2 separate regions of the Ovis aries genome follow, and region 2 is linked to region 1. A link is a contact called in public Hi-C data. All regions are on one chromosome and are shown on one strand. Each heading gives the region's core, a stretch centred on a gene start, on an enhancer-like site or on the middle of the called end of the contact. The rest is flanking DNA. Distances are from core to core; before and after follow the strand shown. Region 1 holds the start of PGBD1 (piggyBac transposable element derived 1). Region 2 holds the start of LOC114108620 (zinc finger protein 239-like).

Region 1 (6,456 bases), core at 3,533-6,032:
AGTTGCTCACCTTATGGGCTATGTGGGCAAGGAATGGATACCTGAGTATCCATATTAGAGTAATGTTAGGAAGGCAGGGGTAGGCAACCAACAGGTGCCCACTACAGTGCTGAATGACTTAAAAAGAAAAAAAAAAATATATATATATATATATATATCGTACATGCACTGAAAGCCAATATTATCTTGAAAAACTTGGCTATGACTATCAGAAGCCAAGGACCTGATTGAAAGAGTCCTAGGGTTTACCCATAAAAATAGACATTAAAAAGATAACGATCCAGAGTTGTTGGATATTCCAATGAGTAGATTAGGTGCCAGCTAGATGAGGAGAAAGAGCAAAAGGAGGAGGTATAAAGAAATGGTTGGTAGAGCTCATGAAAAGATCAGATTAGGAAGGACCACGTGGACAAGAGAGTTAACATGGAGAGACTGGCTAGCACCAGTGCTGAGAAGACATTTACAGTGAGCTCCACTTGTGGTCTGTGATAAGACCTTATTGTCATCTAGTGATACCTGACCAAGCTCAGACTTCAGTACAAATGAAAACTATCTAATTTGGATAAGCCCCTTTTCAAGCCTCAAGACCCTGGAAAGCCCACAGAGCTGAAAGTCAAAAGATGTGGCTCTAGAATCTGGCAGGGCATAGTTGATGTAGAGAGGCACTTTTACCCCAGTATGTAACTTGACAGACACTGGATCACATTAGCTTGAGATTTTCCCAAAGAGGGTTGAGTGAAAGCCCTCTTGTTAGGTATATGTATTTCCATTTATACCACACTATATAGAAGAATCTACATAGCTTGGAGATGTTTTATATCAATGCATATAAATATATCTTTTAATGACTTTATAGTATTCTAATGTATGGATGAACCATATTATATCTGATATTTAAGATTTTTTTTGTATTTTGCTATTATACAATACTTGTAGTGAAAATCTTTGTAGATGTATGAGTGTTATCATCTATAGCATGCTCATCTAAAAATAGAATTAATTATTGGGTGAAAAAGAATGCTTTGTGTCGTCTAAAAATGGCCATCTAGAAGTGGAATTATTGAATCAAAGGGAAGGTATTTACTAATACAAGTGCTTTCCATGTACTAGGCAACATAGCAGATATTAGGGATAAACCAAAAAGCAAATTAGGCTTGATACCTGCCATCATAGAATTTTACATGCTAACTTGGGGAGACAGACTTTAAATAGTTAACAGACAAATAATTATAAATTGTAGTATGCTATGAAGAAAAGAAGGGGCTAGAGCCAGAAATGGTGGACGTTTTTGATAGAGTGGTCAAAGTCTAAGAATATTACATTTAACCTCAAAGTGCTTTTAATAGCCATTGTAACATTGCTTTCCAAAGAGGATGCACTGGTTTACACACTCACCTGCCAATATTGTATTTCTAAACGTTTTGAATCTGAATCTTTGCCAATCTGATAGGTGAAAATGGCATTTCATTTTTATTTAAGAGTATGGTTGAGTATAATAATTGTAATTCTTTTTTGTGTGTGAATTATCCACATTATATATTTGTGTATCTTCCTACTGAGTTTCTGATCTTTTTCTTATTGATCATAAGAACTCTTCAAATAATAAATCAGTTCTTTATTACAGAACTTGAAGATATTTCCCCCTTATTTGACTTTTGAATTGCTATTTTGGGAAACAGTTAATCATGTTCCCTTTAAGCCCTAAAAGCTCTGGTAGCCATTCAGTGAATTGTCTTTCTCACGTGAGGAAAAGATGCAGCTCAGAAACTGTGGCTCCTAAGTAAACCAAGGTAAGATTGATGGACTTCTGTCTCTCTCTTTTGGCTGCACCAAGCTGTATACAGGATCTTATTTCCCTCTGCACTGGAAGCCTGGTGTCCTGACCCCTGGATCCCTTGGGAATTCCTCGTCTCTTTGCTCTTAACCTAATAAATTCGGCTGCATTTTTATGAAGATACTTATGAAGTTTCACTATCAAGCATGAGGGAGGTTTTTTGGTTTGAGATGTGTGTATGTGTGTTTTTCCATATAAAGGAAGCATCCATCTATTCCTATTTTATTAGGAGTTTCCGCATTTATTCAGAAATGTTTGCTGAATTTTATTAAATTACTTTTTAGCATTTGTAGTTATTAGTCTATTAATATGCTGGTTTTAAAGTTATGGATTTCCTATAATTAAACTATGAATTAGGTTTATTAGATTTATTTGGAAGTTTTTGATTATTTAGAACAATGATTGACTACAAATTTTTCTATGTCATAATTCAAAGTAATGAATGAGTATGGGTGGAAGCAGACAGAATAGTGGAAAGAATCATTACAAAAAGATACTTGTATCTCATGGCTATAATGCAATAGTTCCTCTTACTGATCATATAGAAAAGGAAGCTTTTATTTTAAACATCGTGGACCTGGACCTGATGGAAACATATAGATGACCATTTTGTTTACAGAAATGAGGATAATCTTAGAAAATGAAAATCTCAAGTTCAAAAAGTGATTTGTGTTATTAGTGAAATGTAGCTCTGTCTTGGTAAAAATGGTATTTTGATTTATTCTCACTTTATCTACCTGTACCGCTTCCAAAAAATACAGCCTACTTAAAAATGAACACCTTGAATTCTTGTTAAAAAGCTCTTCTTTGTCTAGCTTCATTGTGTTTTTATTTTCATGGGATATCCAATGCAATGACCGTAATCTCAGCCTTGATAATATGAGTGATATTTAAGCCAACCATGGTAGGGAGTTTGAAAGTGGTAATAAATGAATTAGGATATATTTGCTTCCTTTTAAAATCGAAATTTATGTTTACCTCTTGTATAATTTTTTTTTGAGGAAAAGCTCTTGAAAAAAATGAGATATGTATTTTCCCTGCACGACAGAATTATTAACTTTTAATTAGTAAAATATTCGCATTGATTGGATTTGTTAGCCTAAGGAAAAGTTTTTAAATATATACATTTTACTTTAACTTTTTTTTAAGTTAAACTTTTAAAAGATATTTTTAAGTTTTTGACACACAAGGGGAAAAAGAACTCTCCTGATAATGGAATTTTTTTTCTGTTATGATCATTTCAGGCTTGAAACAATATGAATTGTGTGATAAAACAATGGTTAGTAAGATACTTGTTTCAAAACTACCAACTGATTAAACCAGTTTGTTCGGATTTTTTTTAAGGGTTTATTTTGTTCACAGATAATAAAAATACAGTTTGTGATGATGTGGGCAAGAGAGGGAATACTTCTGTTTTCTTTGGCAGAATTTATTTCAGTCGTGACACCACCCTACCCCCACCCCTACCCTTCGCATACTTTGCAGAAAATAATGCTTGATTATTCTCTCCCTTAGTAATAGACTGTAATTGAGGAGGACCCTATGGGATCTTCCTGGTACAAACACCTCCCTTCTATCCTCTGCTGTAGCTCCTCTCTGATGTACATAGATAATAATATCTGATGCACTCTCCTGAGTTGTTTTACAGATGCTAACATTACCACCAAATGGAAGAAATGAAATACTTGATGATCATGCCTCTAGACCTCCAGGCCCAAAGTACCAATAAGGTGACTCAGACTGCCTTATTTGCCTGGGTAAAGAATCTGCCTGCAATGCAGGAGGCCAGGTTTGGATCCCTGGATCGGGTAGATTCCCTGGAGAAGGGTATGGCTACCCACTCCAGTTATTCTTGCCTGGAAAATTTCATGGACAGAGGAGCCTGGCAGCCTACAGTCCATAGGGTTGCAAAGACTCAGACACAACTGAACAACTAATACTTCACTAAGTAGTAGTAATGTTAACCGCTGTTACCTCAACACCAACCAGTCAGAGAACTGTGCAAGAGCTGATCACGTTCCTGACAACCCCGCCTCCCTCACCTGACTTTTAGAAAATGCTTTGGTGAAACCCTTTGAGGAGTTGGGGTAGTTTTGAGGACACACCAAGAAGAGTTTGCCTTGGTTGGTCCTGCAATAAACCTCTCTGCTTTAAAACGCCCACATTTGGTTTCTTTGGCCTACTGCATCCAGCACACAACCTTGCATTTGGTAACATGCCTTAATTTTTTGTTACATTCATTCATACATACATATACATTCATTGTATATTTGCATATGTACATATATACATGTTCAACTTAAAAACACTTTTACATTTATTTTTGCCACTGTATTTGATAACTTTTTTAATTGGGGAGAATGGTAAAATATGTGTCCATGTCTTAATTATGTGAGTGAGCAAAGTGGAATACCGGCTGTGATAACACTAAAGTGAGCTGACCTGTTTCCGTGCCTGTGTATGTGTGCTCAGTCACGTCCAACTCTTGGCAACCCCATGGACTAAGGCCCACCAGGTTCCTCTCTCCATGGGATTTCCCAGGCAAGAATACTGGAGTGGGTTGCCATTTCCTACTCCAGAGGATCTTCCCAACCTAAGGATCAAACTTGTGTCTCTAAAGTCTCCTGCATTAGCAGGGTGATTACCGCTAAGGTTGGTAGTCCATGGGGTCGCAAAGAGTTGGACAGGACTAAGCGACTGAACTGAACTGAGGGAACCTGGAAAGCCCCAAAACACGCCAGCTTTCACGAATTTGCGTGTCATCTACATATATGAAATAAATTTCGGGTTATAAACTTAAGAAACCTAAAAACACACCTGGACGCCCCTCCCAGCTTTGGGGCACCCCTCCCAGCCTCTGGACTCCGAGACCGCTCAACCAACTACTAGCCTGAATTTGGCCGCCTCGTAGGAGAGCCATCGAGCCGCAGTCCTCCAGCATTCCTAGAGCGACGGTCAAAAGCGCCGCGGAGCGAGAGCGGCCGCTCAGTAAAGAGCTAACAAGCTGCTTGAAAGCTTTTGGCTTTTCCCGTGGGTCCTTGGAGGGGTGAGTGGTGATTGCGCTCCAGTTTGGGGAGTAACTGCGGCCCGTGGGCCGGGGAGCAGCTGATTCCTTGCGGGTGCGGAGAAGCCTTACCCAATGGAGGAGACGTGTGGACTCTGAGCGGGCGAGGACAGGAGATGTCAATCTTGGGGCCTAGGAGAGGAATGATGCTGTGGTTCTTGTTTATAGAGGCACAATCTTCTGCGTGTGTGTGTGTGTGTGTGTGTGTGTGTATATATATATATATATATATATATATATATATATATTTATCCATTGAGCTCAATTTTAAATATGTATAAGTTAAGCCTTAGAAGGTGACTTTGAGCAAAAGCCTGAGGGAGGTTTAAAAAACCTACGTGGCCTTTGCAGACACGAATTTTCTAGTAAGGGGCAACAGCAAATGCAAAGGCGCTAAAGCAGGAGCTCGCTTATCATACTCGACGAGTAGCTGGGAGCCCAGAGTGGTTGGAGCACAGTGAACAAGGGGAAGGTGTGTAGAAAATGCTGTCAGAGAGATGGGGGTGGGAGGAGGCCTGTAGAAAAAGTGGGTGTTGTGTAAGGAACTTGTTGATTTCTTGATGTGGAAAGAGTATTAGGAAGGTTTTGAGCAAAGGAAAAACATCTGACAGGTTTTTAAGCGTCTACAGCCGGGAACTCAAGATGAGACCAGACTGGAAGGCAAGAGTGGAATCGGGTGACTGGAGACAGGAAAAACGCTGGTTTCTCAGCTTTTAGGCTGTCAGGCAGGTGACTTCTCTTACTGGGGAAAGTCAGCCTTTTTGTTCTATTCTGGCTTTCACCCGATTGGATGAAGTCCACTCACATTAATAAAAGCCATCTGCTCTACTCAGTCCACTTATTTAAATGTTAATCTCATCCGAAAACACCCTCACAGAAACACCCACTGTAATGTTTGGCCAAATATCTGGGTACCCGGTGGTGCAGTCAAGTTGTCAAAGAAAATTCACCATCATAATACCTAACTATTTTCTGGCTAACAATCATTACTTTCATGGACATCTTTTCACTTTTTTTAAGAATATAGCTGACTCTTGAACAATACTGGTTAGCGGCCCATGGTGAAGTCGGAAATCCAAGTATAACTTTACAGTCAGCTCTCTCTACTCACAGGGCCACATAGCAGATTTGGCCTATTTGAAAAAAAAGAAATCCATGTATAAGTGGACCCATGTAGTTCACTCTCCTGTTGTTTAAGGGTCAGCTGCAGCAGGATTGGCGTTTTAGATTGTAAATCCTGTTTTGACAAATAAGTATCAGCTGGGAGTGATACTATGTAACAGCGAACTAAATTTGGAACCTAACTGGGCACAGCCACTAAGTGAGTGAGCCTTATACTATACTGATTCAGAAGTGTGTGCCAACAATTGGCAGATACTATTTCACTTATCTCTAGAGTCACTCAAGAGTCATCAGAATCAAGAGTCCCCACATACCAAGAGCCTGTTCAAAAGATTGATGGTATAATTCTCTGAGTTTTGTTGTGTGGTTTTTTTTAAGGTTGTGCTGGGTCTTCACTGCTGGGCATGGGGGGTTCCCTTCATTGCAGTGTATGGGC
Region 2 (6,716 bases), core at 3,948-6,447, 150 kb before region 1:
GAAAATACAGTACTGAGGGATTACCTGGCTGTCTAGTGGTTAGGACTGGGTGCTTTCACTTGGGGCAACTGCATTCAGTCACTGGTCAGGGAACTATGATCCCACAAGTCTTGCCACACAGCAATACAACTTCAAAGCTGGGGGGAAGGGCTTTCTATATTATCCTTTTAGAAGACTAATTGGTGATACATTCCAAAATCATGGTGGCAGTGGGGACCTGGTAGGCTGGGTTGACTTTGCCCTGGAGGCCCCAGGAAACAACCACCAAGAGCATCTTCCTACAGAGGCCAGGCAGCTGTAGCCACTGTGCCCAGGGTTAGCAGGCTTCTGGCAGGCTTGCCAGGCCTAGGCCTGGAAAGGGGTAAGAGCCTGTTTCCCAAGGTTTAACTTCCCTCAGGGCTGCTATAAGATGCTATGAGATGAGGCCAGCAGCTGTAAGTAGGGGCTGAAACTTCAAATACACAGCCACTTTCCCACCCACCACCCTAAAATCACACACACATACACACACACACATGCACGCACACACGCGTGCAGAGACCCCCAGGAGAGAGAGGAAAGAAGACCCTCCTCCTTTGCTTCTGTCCTCCTTTCCCTCCAGCAGCGGCTATAGGAAGCTCTGTCTGTCTTCCAGAGATGTTGGCAGAGGCACCTTGTCAGTGGGGAGTGTGTATTCACACACAAGCATACAGACCTGTCTGTTTATGTTGCTAGCAAACATCTGGACATAATTTGATCACTTACTGATCATGAGCAGAAATCTTATCTGCAGATTTATTTGTAGTGGAAAACATCAACATGCTTGGTTTGGTATTTTTAATCTCACATTGTTTCCATATTACAAGTTGTAGTGTCTGTCTTACCTAGTTTATGCTTTTTGTCACATGTGACAATTCACCAGAATTGTCAGTTTTCCTTTTGAATTTACATTTTAATGGTTCACTGAATTAACATTTTAGTGATTCATTTGGTGGTTTTCAAGATGACTAGTCTTTCACCTCAGCTAAAGATTTCAATAGGCATTTCTCTAAATAAATAATGATGTATTTCACCTTAGAAATGGCACCAGGGCTTCCCTGGTGGTCCTGTGGTTAAGAATACACCTTACAATGCAAGAGTCACCAGTTCAATCCCTAGTCTGGGAAGTTCCCTCATGGCACAGAACAACTAAGCCTGTGCCCCACAACTACCAATCCTACATGCTACAGCTACTGAAGCCTGTGTGCCCTAGAGCCTGTGCAACAAGAGAAGCCACATTGGCTGCAGTCTTCTCTATTAAAAATGAAAGGGAATAGAAAAGTCTCCAACAGTGAGCCATGAATATAGGCAACATAGGAGGAAATGTAACAACCAGGAGGTAGCTGCTAGTCAGAACTTTAGGCATTTTTGTCACCTGGAGGCACCGTGATGCTGTGAGGCTCTGAACCAGCTCTGGGAACTTTGCCATCAGTGAATGATGCCACACCTGGGAACAGACCCTGGAGCTGCTAGTGCTGGAGCAGTTCTTAATCAGCCTGCCCCAGGAGCGCCAGGCCTGGATGTCAGAGCATCAGCCAAAGGATGACAAGGAGCCAGTGATCATGTTGGAGGATTTGGAGAAAGAACTTGATGAAACAGGACCGCAAATGTGATTAAACAGGGGAACATTGGGGAATGAATGTCCTAGCCAGAGAGAGAAGCATCCATACTACCATGGAAGCAGGTTGCAGAACTCAAGTTTCTACTCACCCTGACTAGATATGATAGTCACTGTGTTTTTACTTCCTCTTGAGGATGGAATAAGACTGTGCTCACTCTTTCTTTATTCTGTGCCCTGGGAATTGTTCTCTAAGATGTCTTTCAAAGGTATTAACTCTAGTTCATTCATTAAGTCTATCACAATCCTACCATATCTTGTTTCCAGGCTGTAACCAGAACCTGTGAATTCCAGGTGAAATTTTTTCCGCATTTATCACCCATTTCTTTGAAGCCTGCTCCACAGTTGCCTCCCTTGTAAGGTTCCTCACTGTCTGCTAGATGTGTGGTACTAGCTTCAAAGCTGACTTATACAGTCACACAGTGCCTTACAGCTCAGAAATGTCCTGCTTTCAGAAAGTCATGAGCTTGGTTTAATGCCCTGTTGTCACAGTCTTAAAATTCTGAACTTTATCTTTTAACTTGTGTTTTGTAAGTGAAGTAAAATAGGACAACAGAGCATGTGCCCTAGCAGAGGATTTGCCCCCATTCACGTGTAGCATTTGTCATCCCCCATGAGCACAGAATTCCAGTGGACCCATAATTTGTGGGAGTTCAGCAAGACTCAAAGTGAGTATGAAGGAGAGAAAAACAGACTACTCTGAAATGTGCCACTTTGGAATGTGAATTATTTTGAGTTGAAATCTATCACCCCAGAAGACTCAGGAAATACTTTCACCTCTCCCTTAACTACGTGAAAGAATTTAGATAGGGAGCATGTGCTAAAAAAAAAAAGAGAGAGAGAGAGAGTTATTATCAGAGATAACTTTTTTTAATCTGAAAGACATCTATATATGGCACGGCAAACACCTAGTTACCAAACATCTGCTCTTCTTATCCTGTGAATTACCCTCCTGCCCTTTGAAGCCCAGACCCCTATTCCATTCATTAAGTCAGGATGGCATATAAGCCCTTCGTATTTTCAGGGCTCCTATACATACAAATTTTGATTTGTTTTTCTCCTGAGAATGGTATATGTCAATTACAAGACCAACCAAAGAACCTAGAAATGTAGAAAGAAAACATTTCCCCCAACACCTGTTTCCTATTCCATATACCAACTGAAAAAGCCTGCAGAGTGGAAGCATTCTGTACAAGTTACAGCCCATCAGCTGTTGGATTTTTCCAGAAGATTCTGTTCTCTCCCTGGGTTCCTAATTTTCTTAAAGAAACCTTTTGGGGTGTCTGCCAAAGAAGTTTTGAAGCGCTCATTCTCTGTGGCACTCGCAACAATTAAACTTTATTGTGCAACAAATGAATTGCCACTCTGTTTAAGACAAAGGTGCAGGAATAACAAAAATGAGTCTCACTTTTTTCTGGTAGTTTCAAGTTCACTCACTCACTGCCTAGAATCAAATAATAAGGATTCTTGCCTAAAGGTAAGAAATTGAATTACCAAATGGTTTTTATTGTAATTCTTATGAAAACAGTAAGTTACTATGTGTTGCATTGTAACATTGCAGTCAGTGTAATATTTCCTAATTCATCACAGAGTTAGGTAGTAAGGTAGGCATGAGCAAGGAGGGTTGCCCTTGCTGAAAAGGATGCAAGCTAGTATCAATGTAGAGACCTCTAAACCTCTTCCCAGACACACCCAGGAGAGCTCCAAATATGCTACAAAATAACCACAGAGATTTTTTCAACTCTAGCACATGTGCCCTAGGTATACAGTGGATACAAACTAACCACAGGGACTTCCCCTGAGTAACTTACTCAGATAGGCCCCCATTCAGTTCAGTTCAATTCAGTTGCTCAGTCGTGTCCGACTGCAACCCCATGAATCCCAGCACACCAGGCCTCCCTGTCCATCACCAGCTCCCCGAGTTTACCCAAACTCACACCCATCCAGTCGGTAATGCCATCCAGCCATCTCATCCTCTGTCATCCCCTTCTCCTCTCACCCTCAATCCTTCCCAGCATCAAGGTCTTTTCCAATGAGTTAACTCTTCGCATCAGGTGGCCAAAATATTGGAGTTTCAGCTCAAACATCAGACCTTCCAATGAACTCCCAGGACTGATCTCCTTTAGAATGGACTGGTTGGATCTTCTTGCAGTCCAAGGGACTCTCAAAAGTCTTCTCCAACACCACAGTTCAAAAGCATCAATTCTTTGGCATTCAGCTTTCTTCACAGTCCAACTCTCACATCCATACATGACTACTGGAAAAACCATAGCCTTGACTAGACGGACCTTTGTTGGCAAAGTAATGTCTCTGCTTTTGAATGTGCTATCTAGGCTGGTCATAACTTTCCTTTTTCATTCTCTTCTTTCACCTTCATCAAGAGGCTTTTTAGTTCCTCTTCACTTTCTGCCATAAGGGTGGTGTCGTCTGCATATCTGAGGTTATTGATATTTCTCCCGGCAATCTTGATTCCAGCTTGTGCTTCTAGCCCAGAGTTTCTCATGATGTACTCTCTATAGAAGTTAAATAAGCAGGGTGACAATATACAGCCCATTGATGGTTCATAAATATTCTACACATATATACATCTGATTATAACAGACTGAATTATGGGAACAGATAAAACAGATGTGCTGTTATATAACTTGCAAATGTCAATTGACCTTGAGCATATGCCTATTTGCATTCCTTTTCATTGATTGGTGGCAGGTATAAGCCCTATTTTGCACAGGGCAAAAAAAAAAAAAAAAAAGAGAGAGAGAGAGACAGGAAGCCAAGGAATATGCACTTCCCTGATGGCACAGATGGTAAAGAATCTACCTGCAGTGCAGATTCCTGAATTAGATCCTTGAGTCTGGGAGATCTCCTGGAGAAGGGAGGGGCAACTCACTCCATTATTCTTGCCTGGAGAATTCCATAGACAGAGGAGCCTGGCAGGTACAGTCCATGGGGTCGTAAAGAGTCGGACATGACTGAACAGCTAATACATAAGGAGTATGTGGAGGCGACCTGCTCCTATGTTTTGAGAGTCTGTGTCTAATAAAACATCTATCTGCTTGAGCTGAACTGAGCTGTAACTTGCCTGTTGCTTTGAACTATTTAGTCCGTCCACGAAAAAAAATAAACCAACCTGACAACAGTACTCCTGCGAACTACTAGTATCTCTCATTTGTAGAGGAAATGGGTTTGTTAAAGTTTAGCCAATAATCCGGACAACTCAGGATTCCAGTACAACTTGCCCAACTCCATATCAGAAGTTTCTAAGCACTCGCTAGTCCGTGTCCCCAGCTGGACTCTAAGCTTCTTAGACCAAGAACAATCTCCTTCCTGTACTTTCGCTGTACTCCTGGCGCCTATTATAGTACTGAACAGCTCCTAACCAACATTACATTGCATACAGCTGAAAGAACCCTGTAACAGTTTCATTTTTAAGTGTCACACATTAAGCCTGAAAACTGTCATTTTAACTTGAGCAGCGGTGGTCTCTGGCTTTGCAGCCCTCACTGTGGCCACGTCGTAGGGAGCCCAGGACAGGTCTGGGTCACGCATGCGTGGTGCGCATCCTGTCCCTGGCTGTGCAAACTTGGGCAAATCACTTTGCTCTTTGCTTGTTTCCGGATTGTAAATTGAACGAACAACACCGTACTCATCAACGATCCTTAATCCTTTTTCTTTCCTTTCCTCTCCCTGCGGGTCAAGACTGAGTGATTGTGCTGATGGCAATGCTGCGGACACATTCTGGTTGAGCGATGTGTCTGCCTGGTAAATATATTCAAGTTGATGGAGGTCGGGACGGAGTGGCGGATGCTGTCCAGAGAGGTAGGCTGGCAGGGAGGACGCGAGTACTCGGGTCAGTGAATAGGAACAGAGAAGTGGTGGTCGGAGGGGAAGCACTCCTGGGAATGTCCCTGCCTGCCGCCCCGAACAGGAGAGGGCCTAGGAACTCAAAGCCTCGGAGCTGGCATTCAGATCCTCTTTTTAAGAGGAGGAGAGTTATGAATCAAAACGCCACAGACATACGTGTCCCCATGTGCAGACTTCGCGGGGGTGTCGGCCACACTACACGGCTCGGACCTTTCCTCCGAAGCCGCCGGAAGCGGGGGCGCACGGCCGGGCAGGGTTCACGGACGCACTTCCGCTGGCGGCAGGTCTGAGGCTGGATCGGTAAGTGCGGCCGCCTCCCTTGGGCCGGGATAAGACTGGCGGGAAGACAGCCAGTCGTCGCGGTGGGACCCCCAGGTCGGTCGGGCGCGGGTCGGGGGAGTCACTGCCTTGCTCTGCCGGCGCTGGAAGTGCCGGCGGAGACTCCACAGGAGCCCGCCCCCCTGCCGGCCAGCGCTCCAGAAAGTTTCTGAGACTCGGACTCCTGGGTCACTGATATTAATCCGAGGAGTTCTATAAGGGCCATCCGTTTGTCCAACTCGGCCGCCTACTCCCGGAAGCCTTTTATGGTCAGCCTTGTGGCTTAAAGGATACACAGACAGTCAATACTTTCCGAGGCTGGGGCACCGTGATGTGCCAGTGCGGTAAACGGGAAAGGGGGTTGTAATCTGGATGGTTAACTTACTATATTGTCTTATTCGCTCGAAGATTTAAACTAGTAGAAGACAACATGTGTAAGTGGACTCCATATCCTTTATCTTGAGTTATTCCTGAAACAGTCTTTCTCCTGCGGCTGGTAAAGTGGAGGTGTTTACCAAAGCTGCCCAGTGAGTAAAAGATGCTAGGTACGGAGAAGGCACTAGAGGGCCTCCTTGCGTGGTCCTCTGTTCTGTGTCCGGAACCCTAGAAGTGTCATGCCTGGAGCCAACGGCTGGGTGACCAAGTCACAGTGGTTAACTGCAGCACTCTAAACTGAGGTCTTACTAAGTGCCACGCACTGAATTTAATTTATTCTTAAAAAGACGCTGTATAATAAGATCTGCTGTTTAGTTAATCGCATTGTAACATTTTTCTGGTTTTGGAATTGTGCTGTGGTTATATAAGATGTATGTTAATATTACGGGAAGCTGAGTGAAGGTTATAGGGACTGTTGTGTACCTTTTTAAAAAAAAATTTTAGTAAGTTTAACGTTATTTCA

Evidence for each region. Hi-C and Micro-C count contacts between places; a contact is called where the count stands out from the background.
Region 2: a Hi-C map of skin fibroblasts shows a contact between it and region 1, with 2.3 times the contacts expected there. The contact joins the promoter of LOC114108620 here to the promoter of PGBD1 in region 1. A contact is called at or near these places in 2 of 16 Hi-C or Micro-C datasets (skin fibroblasts and tail adipose tissue).

Annotation. Positions count from the first base shown.
Region 1 is chr20:29,477,437-29,483,892 of ARS-UI_Ramb_v3.0, reverse strand. It overlaps PGBD1 (piggyBac transposable element derived 1), which reads left to right and starts at 4,782. Exons shown (of 7, transcript XM_060403365.1): 1 at 4,782-4,880. It overlaps NKAPL (NFKB activating protein like), which reads left to right. Exons shown (of 2, transcript XM_060403366.1): 1 at 1-4,880.
Region 2 is chr20:29,623,828-29,630,543 of ARS-UI_Ramb_v3.0, reverse strand. LOC114108620 (zinc finger protein 239-like) reads left to right here and starts at 5,197. Exons shown (of 3, transcript XM_042237171.2): 1 at 5,197-5,398.